Linked DNA regions of Mus musculus: region 2 is linked to region 1. The links are chromatin contacts, called in public HiChIP or PLAC-seq maps. All regions are on one chromosome and are shown on one strand. Each heading gives the region's core, a stretch centred on a gene start, on an enhancer-like site or on the middle of the called end of the contact. The rest is flanking DNA. Distances are from core to core; before and after follow the strand shown.

Region 1 (6,236 bases), core at 1,582-4,081:
GTAAGAGCACTGACTGCTCTTCAGAGGCAGAGGTCCTGAGTTCAATTCCCAGCAACCACATGGTGGCTCACAACCTGAAGACATAGTACACTGCAAGTAGGCAGCAGTCTAAGCAGTAGTTGGAACACTCACTGCCTAACCCAAGCATGAGGAAGTAGTCAATGTAACTGAAGATATTTGGAATGTCTGGAATTTGAACCTAGGGCCACACATGCCAGGCAAGTGTTTTACTATGAGCTCTATCCCTAGCCCTCTTTTTAACTTTTATTTTGTGACACGATCTCATTAAGTTACTTGCATAACTGGAACTTTTGGTCAGGATTCTTGTCTTCCCTTCCAGGAATTATAATTCATTAGTACAGGCATTAGTCTGTGCCAACAGGGCTTTCTCTCAAAATCTAATTTATATTCTAGCATTTTGAAAGATCATGGAAAAAGAAGGCAGCAACTAGTATTATCTAATTTTTGGAGGGATTCACAAAAAAAAAATTCTTCACCTACAGAAAGTATACAATTCCCTTCTCACAAACTGCAATCACTAGCACTAGGTCTAGAACATGCCTATTTCTAGGTAAGGGATTGCTAAATACCAAATAATTATAAACTGAAAACTTCACCATAATACTCAAAACTTTCCAATAGAGTAGTAACACAGCATATTTATCACAAAAAATCACTGAATACTACATGTAATATGACCTAATAAGTAAATAAATAGAATGTTTAGCACATAGCATACTTACTCTACCTCATTGTTCCCCACAGCTCAATAGCATCTCATTGTAGGAAGATGCCACTGTTAGACCAACTCTGTACTAATAAACTTGTAAGCTATTTCTTATACTGAGAAATAGCTCAGTGACTAAAAGCACCAACTGCTCTTCCAGAGACCTGGGTTCAAATCTCAGCACCCCCATGGCAGCTCACAATTATCTGTAACTCCAAGGTCTGACAGCTCAGAGACACATGCAGGAAAAACACCAATGCACATAAAATAAGAAAAAGCAAACAACAAAAAGACCAAAAACCTTTCCGTATTTAAATAAGGGACACTCAAGTTAATAGAAGCCATCTAGACTTCTCCCCTAACTTTCATGCTGGTAATTATGAACTCCCTGGTTTACACAATTACATCAGGATAGCTCATGAGCAAGCCTCACATAGACCAAACTGGAAATGGTGAATACCATGTCCCCAACAACTCCATGTCTTACTTAAAACAAAAACCCCCTTCAATCCTACTGCTTGCAGTCCAAATTTCTGTATTCAAGCAGACTCACTGAATAATTTTAAAAAAAGGACATGACAGTCCTAGGCACGAGAGGTTTCATTATAGATACCAGGGGAAGAATACAGCCAGAGGCATCTAGAAGTGTCCTGAAAGCAGGGACATGAAAGAAGAGAGCAACAGAAAACAGAAGACCAAGAGAAAGCTGTATAGCTGGCTTGGTTATACAGGAATCAATGAAGCTGGGGAAAGGGTTCCAGCTCAGTTTCTGGGCTGAAGAATGTACAGCCCAGTCAGCCTTGCCATGATAATAAGCACCTCAGCATTTGTCCTGAGACCTAACAACATTCATGTTGTCTACATTAAAGCACAGTATACCTTCCTCCTCCTCCTGTTATCATCACATAGTAAAATAATCTTTAAAGAAAACAAACTATAGCTGGGCGGTGGTGGCCCACGCCTTTAATCCCAGCACTTGGGAGGCTGAGGCAGGCGGATTTCTGGGTTCGAGGCCAGCCTGGTCTAAAGAGTGAGTTCCAGGACAGCCAGAACTACACAGAGAACAACTGTCTTGGAAAAACAAAGCCACTCACTACTCAAAACCTTCCAATCATGCCTGGAAGGACCCTGATCTTGGACCCCAGCTTTAATCTAGTTAAATATAAATGAAATGTTAGGGGCCAGCCAAGCCTACATAGGGAAAGCCTGCCTCAAAAGTAAATAGAGTCTGGCGGTGATGATGCACACCTTTAATCCCAGTACTCAGGACGCAGAGGTAGGTGGATCTCTGAGTTCAAGGCTAGCCAGGTCTACAGAGGGAATTCCTGGAAAGCCTGAGCAGCACAGTGAAACCCTATCTGGAAAAGCCCAAAATAAATATCTGAGGCTGGAGCGATAACTCGGCGGTTAAGAGCACTGACTGCTCCTCCAGAAGTCCTAGTTCAAATCCCAGCAACCACATGGTGGCTCACAACCATCTGTAATGGGATCTGTAGCCCTCTTCTGGTGTGTCTGTTGACAGCTATAGGGTACTCATATACATAAATTAGATAAACATTAAACCGATCTTGGATTGGAGGTGTAACTAGGTGACAGGGCGCTGATCTAACATGTACAAAGCCTCAGGTGATTAAATGAACGCTTTATTGTCACTTGTAAAAAAGGGTCCTGCCCATTTTTTAAACTGAGTAAAGCAGAGGTCGCCCTAAATTCGGAGAAGCCACGTGTTCACCTGAACCAGCGGGCTCTTGATTTTTCACATCTTTTCGGAGCCCGGGGACTTGAAGACACTAAAATGTGTTCCGTTGTTCGTCTCTCCTTAAATCTTACCCAGCTCTCTGTCCCACATAAGCCTCTTAGCTCAACAACTCCATCTCACCTACCTTAAAGATGGCGTAGCCAACGGACGTTTCAAACAGGACCAACATGATGAGACCAGGTCAGGGCGGCGCTACGCGGCTAGCCGCGAGCCCTTACGCCACTGCAAATGACTACCTTTCAGTCGCTGAAGACCCGCTAGGCCTTGGACGCGGGGGAGCGCAAACGCCGTCGCCTCCCCGCGGACGAACAGACCACGTTGCTCAGCCGCTCCACACCTCTCCTCGTGGAGCAGCAAATATGCGAGTCTCCTTCTCTAAGAATTCTGGGAAGTAACGTCACTTCTGGTCGCTCAATGCCGCAGAGCGTGAGATCATTTCCGGGTTTTTCCCGCCCACAGTAGAATCCGGAAAGAGACGGCCTTAAAATATCGCGAGACTTTTTTTTTTTTTTTTTTTTTAAGTTTTGGACTGTGGCTGGAAGCTGTCAGTTTATTAGGTCATGTAAAGAAGAAAAAGTTCTGTGTACATTATATTTTGTATTATATATAATATATAAATTACATGTGTATAATTTACAGCACACAAAACGATTTACAACACATTATGCTATGCCCCGCCCCGCCATGTAAAGGACATTTTATTTTAAAACAACACAGAACACTTTTTCTTGATGAGGACGTGCACTCGGGTCCCATCAGTGAGTTCCACGGGATCTGACCTGGAACCGGAGTTGTAGGCAATTGTAAGCCGTCACGTTGGTGCTGGGAACCCAACCAGGTCCTCTGCAAGGGAAGCAAACTTTTATAACCAGCAACATTTCCTGGTGGTTCTTCTCTGGTCAAACAGGTTTTTAGCAAAGATTTCTTTTATAGCTATAAATATAGATATTTTCGGAGGCGGGAAGGGTTGTGTTTAAAATGATTCCAAGGTATGAATTTATGTATGTCTCAATGTAATTTCTTTTATGGAAACTTTCAGCCTCAGTGGCTGGATTTACTTTAAAACAAAGTCTTATGTATCTTAGACTAGCCTCAAACTCAGTAGGAAGTAGAGAATGACCTTGCTCAAAAACAATTTGTTTGTTTGAGACAAGGTCTCCATGTAGCCTTGTAACTATCTCTTGTAACTAGGTAGACCAGAGAAGTTTGAGTCATAGAGGTCCTCCCACCCCCACCTCCACAGTAGTGAGGTTACAGGCATATGCCACCACACCAACTTTATTGGTGCTGGGGATGGAACCAAAGGTTGGGTTCCATACATGGTAGGCAAGCACTCTACTAACTGAGCCATATCCCTAGCCTTGCTTTGGCTTTTTGAAAAAGGACCTCAGTATCTAGACCAGGTTGGCCTTGAATCATTGTCCTCCTGCCTCAGCCTTCAGAGTGCTAAGATTAGATATATCTGTGTGGCTATGTACTTTCAATGACAAGATTTAAATACCCCAGTTCTTCACAAATCTAGCTTCCAATAGCTGTAGAACGTTCCTAGTTGCCTAGTTCTAAACATTAATTTTGGATCTACAGAAAACTGTGGAAGATTAACCAACTTGACGTTCTGTAACACTTTTACAGTATGAATGAAGAGGAAAGAGTATCCTTGTTTGGACAGCAGAAAAGATGGACATATGGGGAATACAAGGGGATTCCTAGGGCTGCAGGCAAGAGCAGAATTGATTATAGCTACAGTTACATTTACCATATTTAGGGAGACAAGAGAAAGCAATAGAAGAAGAGAACAACAGTACAATGGGGCAGAGATAGCACCATAATAGCTTGATTTGGGAAAAGAACATAGAGCCAGATGGATGAGCCAGAAGCACATGTCTCTTCATATATTTAACTCCAACTATTTAATGTCTTGTGTACTTAATACAAATATCATTTCCTGGAGAGTTCTACCTGCAGTTCATGCTTAACAGTGTCCAGGTACCTTTGTGTTGGATCTGATTAGGTAATTCTTATGATTTAAATTAAGGAGTGCCTTCAGGAAGGAAAATTCTTTTCCTTCCATCTAAACATTTGTATCTTTTTTTTTTCTAAAAGGAAAAGATGCCTTTTACTGAATGAGAAATCGCTGGCATGCATTTTCCAGAATTTGTCCTTGAAAATTGCCACTTACACAACTCTCTCAATACTGTCCTTCAGAACTGTCTCAGATTTAGATTTGGATATTGTCCAAAGATAATAATTGTCTGAAAATTCCCTGAAGTATCGTATTAAACAAAGTACTGGGTCAAGGAAAAATGGTACAAAGAAATATTAAAGGGAACCTATGGGGGACTGGGAAGATGGCTCAATGGTTAAGAGCACTTACTGCTCTTCCAAGGGCTCAGAATTCAGTTCCCAATGCCCACAACTGCCTGTAAGTCGAGCTCCAGGGTATCTGATTTGTTCTTTTAACCTCCTTAGGCACCCACATATGTGTGGCTTACACACAGACATACACACATAAATAAAAATAATAAAATTTGAAAAATAGAATATGGGAGATATTGGGTAATAGAAGAATATAGGAGAACTTACAGTTCTTTTTAAAGATTTATTTATTTTATTTATATGAGTACACTCTAGCTGTCTTCAGACACACCAGAAGAGTGCATCAGATCTCATTACAGGTGATTTTGAGCCACCAAGTGGTTGCTGGGATTTGAACTCAGGACCTCTGGAAGAGCAGTCAGTGCTCTTAAGGACTGCATCATCTCTCCAGTCCTCTTACTGTCATTTTAACAGGTTAAAACTATAAGTCCTGGGGCTGGGGAGATGCTCACAGGTTAAGAGCACCGACTGCTCTTCCAGAGGTCCTGAGTTTAATTCCCAGTGATCACATGTTGGCTCACAACCACCTGTAATGAGATCTGATTCCCTCTTCTGGTGTGTCTGAAGACAGCTACAGTGTACTTATATATAATAAATAAATCTTTTTTTTAAAAAGATGACAATAAGAAACATAGTACAGATTATAAAGTAAATAAATAAAATAATGGAAAAGAAAACCTGTTCTTGGGCTGGAGAGATGGCTCAGAGGTTAAGAGCACTGACTGCTCTTCCAGAGGTGCTGAGTTCAAGACCCAGCAACCACAGGGTGGCTCACAACCGTCTCCAATGGGGTCTGATGCCCTATTTTGATGTGTCTGAAGAGAGCAATGGTGTACTCATATACATAAAATAAATAAATCATTTTTTTAAAAAAAGAGATGGGGCTGGAGAGATGGCTCAGAGGTTAAGAGCACTGACTGCTCTTCCGGAGGTCCTGAGTTCAATTCCCAGGAACCACATGGTAGCTCACAACCATTTGTAATGGGATCTGATGCCCTCTGAAGATAGCTACAGTGTACTAATAGAAATAAAATAGTGAAGAGAGAGAGAGAGAGAGAGAGGGAGAGAGAGAGAGAGACAGAGAGACACAGAGAGAGAGACAGAGAGAGAGAGACAGAGAGAGAGAGACAGAGAGAGAGAGAGAGAAAAGAAAACCTGTTCTCTTTGCAAACCACAGTTCTATCTCCTTTCCAGCTAGGATGCAAGCTCCATAAAAGTTTGTCAATAGGGCTGAAGAGATGACTCAGTGGTTAAGAGCACTGACTGTTCTTCCAGAGGTCCTGAGTTCAATTCCCCCAACCACATGGTGGCTTACAACCATCTGTAATGGGATCTGATGCCCTCTTCTGGTGTGTTTGAAGACAGCTACAGTGT
Region 2 (6,236 bases), core at 1,534-4,033, 64 kb before region 1:
TCATCTTTTGTTTTTTGTTCTTCGTTTGAGACAAGATCCTGTCCTATAGCCTAGACTGGCATGGAACATATGACATATTTAAGGTTAGCTTAGGACTCACAGCAATCCTCCTGCCCCAGCCTTTCAAATGCTAAGATTCTAGTTGTATGCCACCATACCTGGCTAAAAGACCATTTTCTAGATCTCTTTTGTGGTAGGAAATCAAAGCATACAAGCAATTTTAAAATAAAACTGTTTTTTAAATGTTAGCTCAAAAAAATGTCAACATAGCCAGATATGGTGGTGCATATCTGCAGTTCTTACATTCAAGGGAGTGAATAGAGTATCAGACATTCAAGGTCATCCTTAGTTACATATTGAGTTTCAGGTCAGTCCATCTCAAAACCAACCAACAAACCAACCAATCAACAGCAATAGCAACAAAACCTCTAACAATAGAAATAATATTTAAAACATCAGCTATAGGGGCTGGAGAGATGGCTCTACGGTTAAGAGCACTAACTGCTCTTCCAGAGGTCCTGAGTTCAAATCCCAGCAACCACATGGTAGTTCACAACCATCTGTAATGAGATCTGATGCTGTCTTCTGGGATGTCTGAAGACAGCTACAGTGTACTTACATATAATAAATAAATAAGTCTTTAAAAAAATCAGATATAAAGAATACGCGTGCATATATTATATATATTTATTTTTAAAGTGTGTGTGTGTGTGTGTGTGTTATATATATTTATTTGTATTATTTTAATTTGTATATCAAAATATTAAATATATATTAAAATAATACAAATAAATTTTAACACCTATTATTGCCTTCTCCTAACAGATTCATTCTTTTTGGGGAGATTGTTTTGAGGATAATTCTTACATCAATCCTTTTCCTTTGTGTATCTGCTACCATCTAAAATGCTCTAAGAAATCCCCCAAAATGCCAGGGTCCATGTGGTGCACAATTTTAATCCCAGCACTTGGGAAACAGAGGCAGGTAGATCTCTCTATATGACAGGTGAATCTTAGGCTAGCCTGGAATTCAATGCAAGTTCCAAGCCAGCTAGAGTTACATAGTGAGACCCTGTCAAAACAAACAAACAAACAAACAAACAAACCAAACACACTTAAACTTAAGGCACTTATTCTTTTGAAAACATGGAATAAAAAGTGAAACTATAGAATTCAGGGTTCTTTTCTTCCCTCTCTCAAATGTCACACAATAATTTTTCCAGATACTAAAAATAAATATCTTAGCCAGGCAGTGGTGGCACATGCCTTTAATCCCAGCACTTGGGAGGCAGAGGCAGGCAGATTTCTGAGCTTGAGGCTAGCCTGGTCTACAGAGTGAGTTTCAAGACAACCAGGGCTACACAGAGAAACCCTGTCTCAAAAAACCAAATAAATAGATAGATAGATAGATAGATAGATAGATAGATACATAGATACATAGATACATAGATACATAGATACATAGATACATAGATACATAGATAGATAGATATCTTTAGAAAAATGTAGCAATTTCAAACTACACAAATGACTTCGTAGCTCAGCTTTACTCAGATGTGCTGAGTGCCAAGGTTTTATGTAAAACATCTGTAGGAAATCTCATTTGCCATTTTCTTGCCTTCCTACATCTCTCTATAATGATTTTTTTTTCCTTCCTGGACACAAAACTTTAATAATAATAATAATAATAATAATAATAATAATAATAATAATAATAATAAAAGATGCAAGCAAAGGGAACCTGAGTGACCCGGTCAGGAAGCAGTCTTCTAGTTAAAGGGTTAGTGATCATGTTACAGGTCACTGTCCACTGCTTATCTACTTAAGTGTTGCTGTCCTTATCCCTTGCATTTACTCTCAGTGTCCAGAAACACTGAATCTCTTCCTTGTTTGGTTCTGGGATTGAGCACATGCTAGGCAAGTTCTCTGCCACTGAGCTACATTCCCAGACTCCCTGAGTCTCTTACAGTTCTATGAACATAGCAAATCCCTTCCCAAAGTTTTACACACACACACACACACACACACACACACACACACACACACACACACACACACACACACACACTTTAAAAATAAACATTCAGCCGGGCGTGGTGGCGCACGCCTTTGATCCCAGCACTCGGGAGGCAGAGGCAGGTGGATTTCTGAGTTCGAGGCCAGCCTGGTCTACAGCAGGACAGCCAAGGCTACACAGAGAAACCCTGTCTCGAAAAACCAAATAAAAATAAAAATTCAGGGGCTGGAGAGATGACTCAGCAGTTAAGAGCACTGACTGCTCTTCTGAAGGTCACAAGCTCAAATCCCAGCAACCACACGGTGGCTCACAACCATCTGTCATGGGATTTGACGCCCTCTTCTGGTGCATCTGAAGACAGCAACAGTGTACTTAGATAAAATAATAAAATAAATCTTTAAAAAAAAATTCAGGGTCTCTCTCTGTTGCCCACTCTATCCTTGGAACTCCTAGGCTCAAACAGTCCTCCTACCTCAGCCTCTTATGAGGCTGGGACTACAGGTATAAGGTATACACTACCATGCCCTGCTCAAACTGTATCTTTGGTTTTTGGTTTGGTTTGGTTTTTGGTTTTTCAAAACAGGGTTTCTCTGTGTCACAGCCCCATCCCACTGTCCTGGAACTCACTCTGTAGAGTAGGCTGGCTTTGAACTCAAAGAGATCTATCTACCCACTTTTGCTTCCCAAATGCCGGAATTAAAGGCATGCACTACCATGTTGGGCTGAGACAGGGTTTCTCTGTAGCCCTTACTGGCTTGGAACAAGCTCTGTAGACCAGGCTGGCCTCGAACTTAAGATCCACCTGACTCTGCCTCCAGAGTACTCTCCAAGACTAAAGATGTACACCACAGAAATAAGTTTCACTTTGTAATACAGGCTGGCCTCAAACTCACTATCCTGCTGCCTTGGCCTCCTGCAGCACACAGCAGCACCATATCAGACTCTCCCCTTGTGCTCATCAGCTGAGGAATCTGATACTATCAGGGGGAGGAAGCAAAGTTGACGTCATAGCTTGAGGCCAGTCTAACTTTTTCCTGAGTGAATGTTTGCCCTGAAGGCCCCTTTGTCTCCTCTGAAAATGTCTTACTCTTCCTCTAAACTTCCTTATGTCTTCTGCTTCCTTCTCCAAATGAGGAGAATGTACAAACCTCTACATCTCCTTGGGTTATTGAGTTGTACGTCTTTCTGCTGGTCTATTGGTAGTTTATTGGTTGCTAGTCTATCTGTAGTCCTTAATTGTATCTGAGAGGAGGGAAAAGGTTCTTTGACACCTACAGATTGTGCTAGTGATTGCCTGGAGTTGGAAGGCAGTTGTGGGAGTTGGTAGTAAAGAGGCATGACTGCTGTTGACTAAAGAGTGTCTTGTTGCTGCGGGACACGAGCTGGAGTACCAGCAGTTGGAAAGCTGAAACAGGACAATTACATATTTTTATAGTTTTTATTCGCCTGATGTAATTGTCATATAATGCATTACTTTGTTTGTCACTCAATTAGACATCACTTTCAAACACAGGTGCTTCTTTCTACTAACTAACCTTACCTTCATTGTTTGGGATTAAGGGTATATTCTAAGGGCATGCTTATATTCCAGCCAAACGGATTAAAGGTATGTGTTAAGGGCTGAGCCACACCACAACTAGAAACAGTTTTTTTTTTTCACTAAATAATGTAATCCTGGGGTTAACAGTATGATCAAATATCCTTCAACAGGAGAATTATAATCTTGAGGCAACCCTGGACTATATAGTGAGACCTTCCCCCAACTCAGAATCTCAAGAGTTGGAACATAGCTCCTAGCGTATGCAAGGCCCTGAAGTTGATCCTCAACGTGGTATTTCTTTTTGGGTGAAGAAAATACTCTACACTTTCTAAAATTGGTTGTAATGGCAATCCAACAACTCTATGAGTATACTAAAAACCATTCTGTTGGACTGGGCATGATGGGGTGCACACATGTAATCCTAGCATTGTGAGTTCCAAGCCAGCCTGGTCTACATAGTAAGTTCCAGGCTAGCCAGGGCTATACAGAGAGATCCTGTCTCCAAACAAACAAAAAAAGGTTAATGGCGGCCAGCCAGATGGCTTAGCAAGATGGCACTTGCCACTCAATTTGATGACCTGAATTTGATCCTGGGAAAGCATGGGGTGTAAAGCGGAAACTGACTTCCACAACTTCCCAACAACTTTCATTTATTTGCATGTTGTGACATATATACACACCCTCTCAAACACACGAGATTAATTTTAAAATATCTAAAAAGAATATTTAAAAAGTAAGTAGGGCTGGTGAGATGGCTCAGAGGGTTAGAGCACCCGACTGCTCTTCCGAAGGTCCAGAGTTCAAATCCCAGCAACCACATGGTGGCTCACAACCATCCGTAACGAGATCTGACTCCCTCTTCTGGAGTGTTTGAAGACAGCTACAATGTACTTACATATAATAAATAAATAAATCTTTAAAAAAAAAAAAAAGTAAGTAAAGGGACCAGAGAGAGACGTCAGTAGTTAAAAGCACCGACTGCTCTTCCAGAGGTCCTGAGTTCAATTCCCAGCAACCACATGCTGGCTCACAAGCATCGGTAATGGGATCTGATGCCCTCTTCTGGTATGCAAGCATACATGTAGATAGAGCACTAATACATAAATAAAATAAAAATAAAGTAATAAACTGAACAAAAGTGTAAATGGGAAGCATTTTATTATTAACAATAAAATTATCAAAAGCCATCCCTAAGAAGGGCAGGAGTTTCAAAACAGCAGCAGCTCCTCTCATTCCTACATTAAACTTAGAGACAGTTTGAAACCAAGATGATAAAACTGGCCACTTCTTTCCCAAGGTCCTTTGTCTGACATTATCAGTATATTTATAAACAATTTAGTTCATTGAGAACAATGCCCAAGTCCTTATGTTGTTTTAAGATATAAACTAGGAACACAGATACAAAGATTAACAAACAAAATCTTAACTTTAGAACTCAAAGTGGGTTCTAGACTTTGTTGTGATTCCCTGTGACCTTTCTACTCCTTTTTTTTTTTTTTTGGTTTTTCCAGACAGGGTTTCTCTGTATAGCCCTGGCTGTCCTGGAACTCGCTTTGTAGACCAGGCTGGCCTCGAACTCAGAAATCCGCCTGCCTCTGCCTCCCAAGTGCTGGGAATAAAGGCATGCACTACTATGCCCGGCTCTACTCCCTTCTTAAACCCTTCTAGCAGTGTGCTGAGTAAGAGACAAAACTGTGGTAAGAGAATTCCTTATCATATAGTTACCAAGCACTCTGAGCCAACTTGCTTCAATGTCTTCTCAAAGAGTTCTCACCCCATGACTTCATCATTCAATCTCATGCAACTATTACTGCAGCCAAGATGATGGAACTGAGAAACCCTGGTGAGGATTTACCACAGCTTACAGCTGCTCTCCCTGTCAAAGAACCCAGGAAAGGGACACTAGTGAGATCAGAATGGAAAACCAGTGGCAAGAGTTCTGAACGAAGCTGTTGGCTCACTGGGTTACACCTCGAAAGTCAGCAAGCATTTTTAGACATGTTGCTTCAGCAGTAGGAAGGTGTTCTCCTAGAATAGTTCCAGGGAGAGGGACATCTAGAACTTGTTTTATCAACCAACAAAGCAAAGCTTATTTAAGTTTTGCAGATTACAAACCATCTCCATATCTTTTTTTTTATTATTATTTTTTATTGATTGGTTGGTTGGTTGGCTGGTTTTTTGTTTGTTTTGTCATTTTTGTTTTTTGTTTTATTTTTTCTTGCTTTGGAGTCTCCATGAGTGATCCAGAGCATGTGTCATCTCGTTGTCATAAAAATAGGGCTGGAGGTAGGAGGGGGCTGGAGATGGCACAGCAGTTAAGAGCACTGACTGCTCTCCCAAAAGCTCTGAGTTCAAATCCCAGCAACCACATGGTGGCTCACAACCACCAGTAATGAGATCTGATGCCCTCTTCTGGTGTGTCTGAAGACAGCTACAGTGTACTTAAGATATAATAATACATAAATCTTTAAAAAAAAATAGGGCTAGGGCTGTGGCTCAGCAGTAGAGCTCTTGCCTAGCATGGACAATCCTTGGTACCATCAAAATATAATAATAATAATAATAATAATAATAATTATTATTATTATTATTATTATTATTAAATAGACTGGGGAGATGACTCAGTGGACAAAGTGTTTTCTGTATAAGCATGAAGACCTGATTTTGGATCCCTAGCACC

What was found. HiChIP or PLAC-seq counts read pairs in DNA pulled down with a chosen protein or histone mark.
Region 2: an H3K27ac HiChIP or PLAC-seq map of embryonic stem cells shows a contact between it and region 1, with 6 read pairs. The contact joins the enhancer-like site here to the promoter of Nop58 in region 1. A contact is called at or near these places in 4 of 39 promoter capture datasets (the 3T3-L1 cell line, hematopoietic stem and progenitor cells, macrophages and 1 more), 1 of 484 Hi-C or Micro-C datasets (B cells), 5 of 115 datasets of contacts at active chromatin or transcription factors (the SCID.adh cell line, embryonic stem cells and extraembryonic endoderm stem cells) and 3 of 9 other capture datasets (adipose tissue, liver and pancreatic islet).

The regions. Positions count from the first base shown.
Region 1 is chr1:59,681,601-59,687,836 of GRCm38.p6, reverse strand. Nop58 (NOP58 ribonucleoprotein) reads right to left here and starts at 2,831. Exons shown (of 15, transcript NM_018868.2): 1 at 2,611-2,831. The coding sequence starts at 2,655.
Region 2 is chr1:59,745,993-59,752,228 of GRCm38.p6, reverse strand. No RefSeq gene overlaps it. Among named protein-coding and RNA genes, the nearest start is that of Bmpr2, 15 kb to the left of the region's middle. Within about 2 kb of position 2,783, at least 12 of the 459 cell types and tissues checked have an H3K27ac peak or open chromatin away from gene starts, as enhancers often do. A contact at or near this core is called in embryonic stem cells and stem cell-derived epiblast-like cells, where this site is marked.